2 separate regions of the Sus scrofa genome follow, and region 2 is linked to region 1. Evidence: chromatin contacts called from public HiChIP or PLAC-seq data. All regions are on one chromosome and are shown on one strand. The core of a region is the stretch at or near the end of the contact, and the rest is flanking DNA. Distances in the headings are between cores, read along the strand shown.

Evidence for each region. HiChIP or PLAC-seq counts read pairs in DNA pulled down with a chosen protein or histone mark.
Region 2: an H3K27ac HiChIP or PLAC-seq map of skeletal muscle shows a contact between it and region 1, with 6 times the contacts expected there. The contact joins two enhancer-like sites. A contact is called at or near these places in 1 of 47 Hi-C or Micro-C datasets (heart right ventricle) and 1 of 2 datasets of contacts at active chromatin or transcription factors (skeletal muscle).

Annotation. Positions count from the first base shown.
Region 1 is chr1:208,479,759-208,486,113 of Sscrofa11.1, forward strand. No RefSeq gene overlaps it. Among named protein-coding and RNA genes, the nearest start is that of NFIB, 300 kb to the left of the region's middle. Within about 2 kb of position 4,628, at least 8 of the 83 cell types and tissues checked have an H3K27ac peak or open chromatin away from gene starts, as enhancers often do. A contact at or near this core is called in skeletal muscle, where this site is marked.
Region 2 is chr1:208,896,502-208,902,921 of Sscrofa11.1, forward strand. No RefSeq gene overlaps it. Among named protein-coding and RNA genes, the nearest start is that of MPDZ, 280 kb to the right of the region's middle. Within about 2 kb of position 4,865, at least 34 of the 83 cell types and tissues checked have an H3K27ac peak or open chromatin away from gene starts, as enhancers often do. A contact at or near this core is called in skeletal muscle, where this site is marked.

The DNA of each region.
Region 1 (6,355 bases), core at 3,378-5,877:
AGGTTTTTTTGTATGTGATTACTGGAAGATTCATGTTTATAGAGTCTATTTTAAGTTGATGATCCCTTCATCTCAAATGCATTAAAAAAAACTATATTTAACTCCCTTCTTCCCCATTATTTACATCATATTTTACATCTTTTTATTTTGGGTATCCCTTAATTAATGTAGTTATAATTGATTGTACTACTTTTGCCTTTTAATCTTGATCCTAGCTTTGTAAATTATTGATTCACTACTTTTAATATATGGTTGCTTTTATCAGTGAGATTTCTCCTTTATAGAATTTCTTATTACTAGTTATGGCCTTTTTATTTTTCATTTAAGGAAACCCCTTTTATATTTTTTATATGGCTGGTTTAGTGGTGATGAACTCCTTTAGGTTAAATTGGAGCTGTAGGTTGCAGCTGTTGGCCTCTGCCACAGCCACAGCAACACAGGATTCTCATGTCTGTGACCTACACCACAGCTCACAGCAACACCAGATCCTTAACCCACTGAGCAAGGCCAGGAATTGAACCTGCATCCTTGCATCCTCATGGATAATAGTTGGGTTTGTAATGCACTGAACCACAATGGGAAATCCCTCTCCCTTTCACTTCTGAATGATAAACTTGCTGGGCAGAGTGTTCTTGATTGTAAATTTTTTTCACTCAGAACTTTGACTGTATTATGCCACTCCCCTCTAGCTCCTAATGTTTCTGATGAAAAGTCAACTGATAATTTATATGAGTTCCCTTGTATATAACTAGTTGTTTTTCTCTTTCTGCCTTTAAGAGTCTCTCTTTATCTTTAAACTTTGACATTTTGATTATAATGTGTTATGGTGTGGGTCTCTTTGGCTTCATCTTGTTTTAAACTCTTTAGGTTTGCTGGATTTGGATGTCTATTTCCTTTGCCAGATTAGTGAATTTTTCTGGCGCTATTTCTTCATATAATTTTTCCAACTGTTTCTACTTCTGAGATCCCTATAATGAAAATGTTAATATGCTTTATAATGACCCAGAGATATAAGTTACCATCATTTTAAAAATTCTTTCTTTCTCTTCTAATTGGGTGATTTCCTTTACTCTGCTTTCCAGATTCCTGATTTGTTCTTCTGCATTATCTAATCTGCTGTTGATTCCCTCTAGTGTACTTTTCATTTGTTATTGTATTCTTCATCTCTATTTGGTTCTTTTTTGGTTCTATCTATTGTGTTCATTTGTTCTTCACTGAGTTCACTGAGCATCTTTATGACTGTTATGTTAAACTCTTTATCAAGCAGATTTCTTATTTCCATTTCATTTAGTTCCTATTCTGAGGTTTTTGTCTTGTTCTGTTGTTTGAAACATATTTCTTTGTCTCCCTTTTTGTTTTCTTTTTTTTCTTTGTGGTTTTTTTTTTCTATGTATTAGATAAATTGGCTTTGTTTCCCTTTCTTGAAGGAGTGGGCTTGTGAGGAAAGTTTCCTGTGAGGTTTAGAAGAGCTATCCTTCCTGGCAGTTACCAGAGCCAAGTGATCCACTGTGTCTCCTCCATGGGCTGCATGTGCCCTTCTACTGGGATGATGCTTATAGTTGTTGTGGATGCCCTAGTCAGTGAATCTGACCCCAGTGCAGCTGGCTGTTGGGCCCATCCTAACAGTTTTGGCTTCATTGGCAGGAGAGGTAGGACCTTCAAGGCTAAAGCTTGCTTTGGGGTGCCTCTGGTCCTAACTGAAGCCACCTGGGCAGGAACCACTTTGTGGGAGTTCTGGTTCCAGTGAAGTTTACCTTCTGGGTGTGGTGGGACAGAACTGCTTTGAAGGGGTGCTGGCTGGGTGGACCAGTGGGTTGAGGTTTGTCCTCAGAGGAATGCTGATGGGGGCAGGGGGGGGTCAATGAATGGCATTAGCAAGGTAGATGTTGAATATCAGAAATGGTATCTGCCAACCCTGGGCCATCTAGGCAGTGGGAGAATTAAACAAATAAAATAGAACCCATCAATGCTTCAGTTTCTGGAGAAAGTTACAACAGATCCTTGCCCTGTCAGTACTCATCCTAAATCTAGTCAATGGATCTCCTTCACATATGGCTCCTTCACACATGGAGCTTTGCAATTGCTGCCTTTGTGCCGGAACTTGGAGTGGGTACACATGCTCTTTAAGAGCAGAATCTTGGTTTCCCACAGCCCCCTGGCTCTCCTGGACTAAGTGCCATATGTTTTCAAAGCCAAATGTTATGGTTCAGGGGCTTGTCTTCTTGGTTCAGATACCCAGGGCTGAGGTGCTCAATGTGGGACTCAAACCCCTTGGTCTTTAGGGAGGACTTATGTGTTTGTAATATCTCTTCCCACTTGTGGGTCACTGCACTGGGTTGTGGGTCCTGACTAGACTGTCTCTGCCTCTGCCTATACTGTCTCAGTGTATTTTAAAAAAATATTTTCTGTTTTATATATGTTGTTTGGATAGTCTTCAGGTCATTCTCAGGGAGAGTCATTTTATATGTAATTTTAGTTTTCATGTGTCTGTGAGAGAATTGAGTTTAGGATCTTACTACTTTGCCATCTTGATCCTGCCCCTTGATAATGGTTATTTTCTTAAATATTTGCCAGTTAAATATGTGTGTGTATGTGTGTGTGTGTATATATATATACACACACACATATATATATACATATATATATAATTAATTTTAATCAGCATTATTTTAATCACTAAAACAATGTATATTTTTCTCTTGTATATAGTCTATAAATTTGAGCTTTTGGTGACTTAGTTTAGTTAGCTTTCCCAAAACCCACATTTGGTATGTCAGAGATTTCTTTTGAAAACTCTCAGTCTATGTATGTATGTCCTTATAACAACCTGGGAATTAATTCTCTATTAAAACAGTGAGGTTCTCTGTGGAAATCTGGCCACAACTTGAAAAGGTATTTCCCAAACCTCCCCAATGATGGTAACTCAGGTTCTCCCCCAGGTATACCTACTGCAGGCTTGTGTTCTGCAAGGACTGTGAAAGTCCTGCTTTTGTGGTAGCATTCCTTGGTAAATGTGTGTTAATGTTCCAGAGATGATCTGGGACATACTGCTTTTTGTTTTCAAGTCTACTCATTAACTTAAAACCCACTTGACAAATGACTATTGAACTTAGGATGCTTTAGATAATGTATTTTAGATCATCTTTCCATGTCCTATCTCAAAACTATTCCTACTGAAGACCTCTGTGACTTTTTCTTTTTTTTTTAGCTAAGAAATAAATATTTTATTTTACTTTTTATAATGATTTTTATTTTTCCCATTATAGCTGATTTATAGTTTTCTGTCAATTTTCTACTATACAGCAAGGTGACCCAGTCACAGATACATTTATACATTATTTTTTCTCACATATACCATGCTCCACCACCAGTGACTATATGTAGTTCCCAGTGCTATACAGGAGGATCTCATTGCTTATCCATTCCAAAGGCAATAGTTTGCAACTATTAACTCCAAATTCCCATTCCATCCCACTCCCTCTCCCTCCCCCTTGGCAACCACAAGTCTCTTCTCCATACTCTGTGACTTTCTTTAATATTTAGTTAAAAGGGTGAAAGTGGTAGTTGAAGCCACTTTAAAGCCAGTCCTGGGAACGCCTTGCTTTTCAAATTTCCCTTGCATTTCTGTTTTCTAAGTTATCATTTACTGAGCACCCACTGCCTGCCAGGCACCTTTCACACTTGATCTCATTTCAGCTTCTGTACCATCCAATGGAGTTTGTATAATGATCCATTTTCACAGTAAAAATAACCTCAGAGAGCTTAGTTCACTTCCCCAGAGATATAAAGATTATAAGTGGTAGTTGGTAAATACACAGAAGTTTAAAATTCCTGTGTAATAATTACATAGACACTGTAGGAATTGCCATGCCAAGGGATCTCAAGTAAACTACTGAATGACTAAGGAGGACAACGGGGGGATCTTTTCACTATTAACATGGAGGAAAACTCTTTTACCTGTTCCCAGAAGAATATATTGTTTTAAAATGGTTTTTCAAACTTAATTGCTTCATGTGTAATCATTACAGAGTATCAAACATTTCTTAGGACAATACAAACTCTGGAGAGAACTGCTGAAATTAGCCAGTGACCTCAGGCTATTGTATTTATCCCACAACTTTGGTTGAAAACCTTAAATTTCTATGCACATGTGTCCTGCAAATTTTTTGCTTTGTGGCTTCCTTGCAAGATATTTACCATCTGAGGAGTCCAGTGTGCCCATAGAACAGGGGTTGATTATTTATGGAAATTGGCCATGGAATATGCTAAAGGTGCTTTAAGGACATGTTTTTAGTATCCACTCTTGGAAACCTGTATTTTTCACTTCTCAGGGGCTTTGGATTTTAAAGATCAGGCTTCCTAGCCTCTTCACCCTCTGCAAGCTGAGATAACCTGTTGCTATTTTTGAATATAAATAGACTTTATTAGGCTTTAAAAGAACTACCCAAGGGTTTTCCCCCCTTTTCATTTTAGTTTTTGGATTGTCAACGGAAGTCTTGAGCTTTGAGACTTGGAAGGTGGTGCCTGCAAACAAACATCCTGTGGACAAAATTGTTGGCCCAGCACTTGGTGTTCCAGGGTGATTGACAGGAAGCAGTGTGTGCGGCAAGGAGGGAGGATGGGGACTCTGGGCACTGTGGCTTCCAGTTCCCCTAAACAATAGCCCGGCTCCCAGGGAGCCTCACACACTCCTTTTCCATCTGCCGGTATGGATGTCTGAATGCTTGGTTGTGATGGGAGTTAGGGAGGATGTGGGTTGGGCAGGAGGTGAAAAGAGCCCTGGTACTCAACCCAACAATCACAAACAGAAAACCGAAACCTTTTGATAATGCTTCTGTTTGAGGGGCAGGAACACGTAGACATGCTGAGGTCTGGGATGACAGCTAAACCAAACAAGGATGAAAAAGGAGCCATCGAAGAAATTTTGACTTGTCAAAGCCAACACTGGTTGCTTGGGGGAAACCAGGCTTGAGGAAGGTGGCAGTAAAAAGAGGTCAAGGACGGTTAAAGTAAGTGAAATAAAACTCATAAGGAAAAGAAAACAAACATTAAAGAAATCTATTCTCCACCTCCCTCCCTCCCCCACTCCACCTCTTCCTTCTTGTCTCCCTCCTCCTCTGAACCACCCAAGTGCAAAGTGTCAAGGGTGAGACACAGAGACTCACAACAACATGGCTACTCCCACCTCCTCCTGAGCTAGTCTGGGGAGCTAGTGAGTCATGCTTGGAAGTCTAAAGTGTATTTTTAGGGAAGGGGTTAGATTAATATGAGAAGGTTCCTGTGGCCAAGTGGTCACTAGATCCCTAAAGGCAAGTGCTATTCTGATTGTTCATAGAAAGTAAGGTTTGAAGGGACACCTCTTCCATCAGGGAGAAGAGGGATGACAATTTCAGGAGATGGTGCTCCATTTTGCTGACATGGTGGAATCTCAGAAAAGCCAAGTGACTGAATGTAGAAAAGGGACATGGCTCATATTTTTGCTGCTCAGTCAAAAAAGCAGTAGAGCATTGAAGGCTGGTGATTAAATTCAGGGATTTTTCAAGTTGCACTCAAGTTTCCCATCTCTCAGTGAAGAAGCTTCTTTGTGATACACACACACACACACACACACACATGTATGTATATGTATACATACATGCACACGTATGTCATTTTCTTTGTATTGAACTTCTCCCCTTCACTTTGTAGGAGATGATTTGTCCTTGATTCATATATTCCTACGGTTGCTGAGAAATGACGGGAAATGAAAGGTGGTAGGGTTGGTGGAGGAGGTGGTAGAATAGGCCACCCAGAATCATCCCATGAATCAAAATCCTTAAGGTAATTCACAAACAATTTCATGGACTGTAGTCATGCACATGAACACCCCATCTGGGGCTCCGTGCTCCATCCACTATGTGTGTGGGCCTTGCAATAACTTTTGATTTGGGGAGGCCTTGTGGATAAAGTGCCAGAGGCAGACATTGGAATGGAGATGACATCCCCCCAAGATACTAAATGCCAACATGCTCCTTACCTGCATGCTTTGGGGAGTCACAGAAGTAGGATTCAACCAGGTATTTATATGCAGTGTGAGACTATATGAGGTGTAGGCTTCTTGCCAAATGTCTATTTTTCCATTTCCTTTCCTTCTCCCTCCCTCCTTCCCATTTTTCTTCCTTTCCTTCTCCCTCCCTCCTTCCCATTTTTCTTCCTTTCCTTCTCCCTCCCTCCTTCCCATTTTTCTTCCTTTCCTCCCCCTCCCTCCTTCCCATTTTTCTTCCCTTCCTCCCCCTCCCTCCCTCCTTCCCTCTTTCCTTCCTTCCTGCCTCCCTCCCTTCCTCTCTTCCTTCCTCCCTTTCTTTTTTCCTTCCTT
Region 2 (6,420 bases), core at 3,615-6,114, 420 kb after region 1:
ACATCTTTTCTCTCTATTTCTGTTTTCCCTTGGTGTTCCCATATATTCCCATCTCTTAAAATACTTAACCCTTGTATGCGTGACTCTGACATCTCTTTCTTTGGAAGCCAGACAGTGCCTTTAACTGCCTATTGTATGCTCCCTCAGATGTTAAGTACTTGAAACTCAACATGCCTAAAACTAACTGAACACCTTGCCTTTCAAATAAACGTCATCATATGCTAGTTATCTACAGCCCAAACCAAGGACTCAACCCCTTTCCCTCATATTAGCAAGAATCATATTTCTTCACATTGCCTGGGGCCATATTTCATCATCTAACCAGGGACAAGTTTCTATGGATTCTATTTCCTAAATATCTTTCCAAAATTTCTGTCTCCATCCCATTACCCCCTCAGCTGCAGCAGCATCTCTGGCCTGGATTTTGCAATGGTCTCTAAATTGGTCTTTCTGCCACAACTATCTAATGCCTTTCTCCATTTCTGCATTGCTATAGAAATTACCTTTCTCAGTGAAACTCAATCTGATTGTGAAATAGCCCTACTTTAATATTGAATGTTCCCTTTGACCATCAATCTAGTTCTTGGCACCCATGTATTGTCATTCTTTTTCTAATTCTCAAAACCACTTTATTTCTTTGTTTTGTGAAAGAAATTAACCAGTATCTATCAATTTCACACTTTTGTTTTGGATTGAGCTATCTATGTAAATACCATGAGTTTTTGTTTTATTATTGTTATTGTCTTGGTTTTTTGGTGACATTTAATATTTTTGTTTTTTTGTCTGAATCATTGATGAAGCTTTTACTGACATGAGGAAAACTCTTGCCATCAGTATCATCACATCTTGACTCACAGGGTGGCTTCTCTCTCTGTTCTTTACATTGCCATCCATGTTACAACTCTTTAATGCTATGGCCATACCCACGGCATATGGAAGTTCCCTGGCCAGGGATGGAATCTGAGCCATATCTGTGACCTATGCCACAATGGCAGCAGTGCCAAATTCTTAACCCATTGTGCCAGGCCAGGGATCAGACTAGCAGTGCCAAAGAAAAAAGCCAAATCATTAACCCACTGTGCCACAGTGGGAACTCCCACATTGCAAATCTTTTAATTTGTTCTTAATTATTACATACCCCTCAAATATCATGAACTCCCCAAGCTCTTTAGAAATGCTACCTCATTTAAGTTTGAAACAACCTGAAACAAAGTTTCCTGGAACTAAGTTGAAATATGTACAAGTGACACTACATAGAAACACCCACAGAAACACATTTACTACAGGATATGATCCATCACCTAAGTGCAAGTTCTTAGAAAACCCAAGAGGCTGGGATGGTGTCAAGATTTCAGCTCGGAATTCTAGGTCCCTTCTACTAACATACTCTCTCTCCTTCCCTTTTCTCTCTGGCAGCTTTTGCTTGTTAACTGTGTCTTGAGGATGCCGAACTCAGTGGCTTACAAACATGATAAATCAGTCATATGTTTTCTAAACCTTGCTTTAAAAATAAAGTGGGATGTGATTTGGGGCATGTAATTTAACCTCTCTATGCCTTAGTTTCCCTTCTTAAACACAGGACAATAATGTTATCTACCTCATAGAGTTGTTTCAAAACTTGAACTATTAATACATAGAAAATGTCTAAAGCAGTCTCTGGCACATAGTAAGCACTCATTAAAAGTTGGCCCTAATTTTTATGCTCCTGTCTCCCTCTCTAAACCACAAGCTCTTTGACTCCCAAGAGCTTAGAAAGTATCTGGAACATATTAGATGCCTCTAAAATATTGGTATAATAATGGACAAAAAGTTGTCAAAGTAATGATTCTAGGAATTAAACAGAATTGAAGTTGATTTGAACACATTGTGCCTTTTTTTCTAAGGATTTCAAAATGCATTCAGACAATCCTTGATTCTCTCAGAGGCAATGACTGTGGACAATACCTCCATGACAGAGAGTATGATATAGCCAGAATCAATCTCAGAGAGATTAAATTTCCTGATACTAGTGGAAGAATTTGAAATAGCAGCTTTGTTGGTAGTAAATTCTCATTAGTGAGAATTCTAGGTACTTTAAGATGGCAGAATTAGCCTTTGTTATATTTCTTTTAATGGTTTTATCCCAGACATCTTTTTTAGAGTGGCAATAGAATAGCCTTCAAAGATAATAATTACACAGACCTCTACTGGATGTTACAAGATGCTATTTTTTAATTGGGTACTTTGGAAAGCAAGTAGATCATGTTACCTACTTCCCATAGGCATTTCTCAAGAGCTCAGATGGCATCAGAGCCCAGTTTCATCCCAATGCAAAAACAAAACAAAATAGGTTTCTTCCCCCACATATTATAGCAAATAAACAGAATGGCTGGGTGGGTATGGTTAAATTTGTCACCAGGTGGATATCCTCCATCACTGTCTCTCTGAAAGTCATGAAAACAAAACCAAAATTAAAAAGAAAGAATGAAATCAATCATAGTTATCTTTCCAAATAGTCACATATTTAGCAATCTATAGACTAAACATCTGGGTAATGATTAAATTTTCCCCACTTTTTATCCACATTTCTATCCAAAGGTTGAACTCTATATGGCAAAGCTCAGCCATTAGCCTGCAAAAGCTGAATCAACAGAGTTAATCATCACAGAAAGTATAGTTACTTATTGAATTAGAGGTGGTCATGGGGGAGAAAATGAGGAAAACTTAGCCAAAGTCAATGGTTTTGTGGTTGGATTTTTCTGGATTTATACTAATGAAAAAAAATGTGCTTCTGTCCAGAAGATCAATTCCAAAACAAATAAAAACACTGTCACACTAGCCTTAAAAAAATGCCCTCACTTTCAGTAGGGACCTTGAAGGAGGAGGGTCCTTGGAGAATTATCTAGGAGTGGATGACAAACCATTTTGTTTGCTAAACATTCTTGACCTTATGTCCTCTGTAAAAATAGTTTCTTTCAGTGCAGCTGAGAAAGCTGTGATTTTTGCTGTCCCATCTGTCTGGGCTGGACACCTTCACCATGGTGAAGATGAGTGTGACTTATCAAACAGAAAGGTGGCAAGTTGAGCCATCTCCTATTCTAATGACTCCAATACATTATCTCCTCCTGCCTCCATTTAGAATCTTCAACCAAGAAGCACATTGTGTGATTCAAGCTCAAAGTGTTTGAGTGTGTCTGAGACCCAGAGTATAAAACATTTCTCTGTTCCTGTCTTCGACCCCCTTTTCCTACCCCTGACTTACTTGGTTCCACACTGCCAGGGAGCCCTGCAGTATCACACTGAACATTTTGATGTAATCCCACCACTGTTGCTGCAGCTATCTAAGCCAGAGGATTTATTAGTTGTGAACGTTCATTTTTGTTTTTCCTGGTCCAGTGCCAGTAAATAAGTCACCCAAACCGTGGCTGAGTGTCATTTGATAGGAAAAGGCTGGGATCACAAGGAAGCCTTCTGTCTTTCAACCAAAAAAAAAAAAAAAAAGAAAAAGAAAAAAGAAAATTGCTGAGGTAAGCAGTGTCAAGCCCAGCTGCATCAACATGATGGTGGTAAGACAAATGTGAGCTTTCACTGCTGGGTATGGGGCTAGAGGACGACCAGCCTATAAACCCTCTGCAAGCCCAGGAACAGCTGAATTCATGCAAGGAGCAAAGTAGCAAGGGACAGCTTTTTCCACTGCTAGCTCTGAGAAGGAAAATTCTTGGGCCTTCTCCATCTTTCAGCACATAAACAGCTCATCTGATAGAACATACACACACACACACACACACACACACACACACACACTGTTGTTTCGGTACCATTGGAAGAATATGATGAAATGATCCCCTCTGTGAGTTGATGACCTAGGAGCAGGGAGGTCAGAAGTGGGACATGGGTTTGTGAGAGGCCATTAGGAGACCCAGGATGGAAGAAGCAGAGAAGGAGGTTGGAACTTGGGAGGGGACCCCCGCCCCCCTCTCTCTCTGTCTCCCCACCAAGCGCTAGCTCCCTGTGACTGTTGCCTGGGCGATGGCTGGGGGATTATTAGGAATGCTTGGAGCCAGTATCCTTCTTTTGGACCCATGGATGGAGCAGAAGGGGGTGGATGGCTTTTCTCTTTCTGTTTCTTCCTTTCATATTCAGCAGATTAGAGCTGAGGGTTGCTGTGGTGACAACACGGCGGAGGGCTCCGGCACACCTGCACCACAAATGGGAGCCCGCCAACGTGGACTTGAGCTCTCCCGGGGCAGCTTTTTTGCTGTGGGAAACACAACAACAAAAACAACAACAACAGAAAGAGGAAAGGGAGGGAGAGGGAGCTGGAGGAGGGGGAGAGAAAAAGGAAGGGAGGGGAGGACGAAAACACATCAGGAGTTCAGGCCATGGCAGTGTTGCTTTTTAAGAAAAGAAGAAAGGAAGGCACAAGGCTCAGAGATGGCTCCCCAAGGCTCAGAGCCCCTGCCCAAATAGCCCTGTGGGGCTGCTGAGGGATGGCAGGAAGTAGGGAGACATATACCCACATTCTAGAACCACCAGATGCCTCCAGCATGGGGGAACAAAATCCTCAAAACAGGAGAACATGAAAGCTACAACTCTTACCTAAGAGGAGCAGCCTAGAGGGCCTTTGATGACCCAGAACTGAAATAGACTGGCCATTTCTGCCTACTGACTTTCTACTGGAAAGGAGAGCATTAGAATGTGGAAAAAATAACAATATGTGCTTTTTGGCTAAGCTGAGAGAGAGAAGTGAGGAAGGGGGGTGGGGAGACTGATAGGCTCTGAAGTTGAGTTTAGTCTTTTGGAATGTTCTGGCAGGGCTCCAGTTACTGCTAATGAAGAAGTCAGCTCCACACAGTGTCCTGGCCTCACCTCTCCAACACCCTGGGCTCTGCCTTTGGTCTGCCCCTTCCTCATCTGCCTCCTCTTCTTCCTGTCTGGGATGGCCTCCTGCATCATTTTCTCTGTTTCCATTAACAAAACATCACAGCGCATTAGCCTGTCCAAAGCACTCTACAATGACAATATTTACAGAAGGTTAAATAAAATATGTATAGAGTGATTGATAGTGAATACGCAAGAGACCTTTTGAACTTAGAGCATGCTGGGCTTGTTTGTTTTTTAAGCTCCATTTTCCAGGCTGCTTCAGCTATTTTAATATCTCTCAAACAATCCACTTACAGGAAAAGATGATTAGAGGGAAACATTCTTTTCAATTTTTTTTTTTTTCTCTCTTCCAAGCAATGTGATTAGCAGGCAGTGTGCCTTATGTCTTCCACTTTCAGTCTGGCTAAAATCAAGAGCTTTTCTTGGGGAAACTGTGTCATAACAGATGGAGATGAGAAAATGGACTGTTCCTTCAGCACATACACAAAGGACACTGTACTGTTGTCCTTGAATTCTTTACATATCTTCGTGTTGAGTTCAGTTGGAGGAATGTAGTAAGATGCTCTAATCTTGAGTTTAGCTTCTTTTCTTAGAAATATGTGCTCATCTCTTCCTTTAATATAAAATATTTTTCACAAGAAATACAGCTATATATTAGATCAGGGCTTGGCAAAACTTCTTTGTAAAGGGCTGAATATTTTAAGCTTGGTAGTCCATATGAACTCTGTAGCAATAACTTAATTCTGTTATGGACAACATGTAAATGAATGGCATGGATCTATTTCAATAAAACTTTATTTGCAAAAATAGATGGCATGCCCACTTGGTCTGCATGCCATAGTTTGCCAACCCCTACACTAGATGTATCCTCTTCTAGATGTAACCTACTGAGAAGGTTAGAATTCTCCACAAATATCTCTGAAAAATTCCCTATTTCAATACCATTCTTTTCAGTTCCTAATCTACTGATAGTCTGTAACCAAGACAAATAAGCAACAAACTAGTTCAGCTAAATAAAGTATCTAACCTACTCAATTTCCTGATTCCGTTTTTAAAAGTCAAATGGGAATACAATGTAAAAGGATTGTACCTAGTTGAATTTCTACAGTATATGATTGTCTAGTCTTATAATGCCTGATCCTTTAGCATATAAGTGGCCAAGTAGATTACAAAGAGTAGAATTTGCCCTTCTCAGTGGTCGTGGATTTCAAAATCCTACTTGGTGCCCTCTTTTCTATAGAGTCTTGTCTCAAAATGCCTTTTATCACAGAGAGGCAAGCAGTGCATTTAAACATATTTTGTCCACAGGGAACCCTGTGTAAAAGTGTTGGCCAGAACTCCCTGCCAGTTCTCTTTTGAAGGGGAGGATGGTTCTCCAAAGGCTCAAGTATCTTGTAGTGCAACTCATGCTAGACAAGTCAGCAGGTAAGGCGTAACCTGTGCAATTCTACCTTTCTTCTGAAAATTATTTCTTTGCTAAGTATAGATTTTCATGATTACTCTCTGAAATATATTCTTTATTTGTAGGAGTTATACATGAAATGTATGCTATAATTT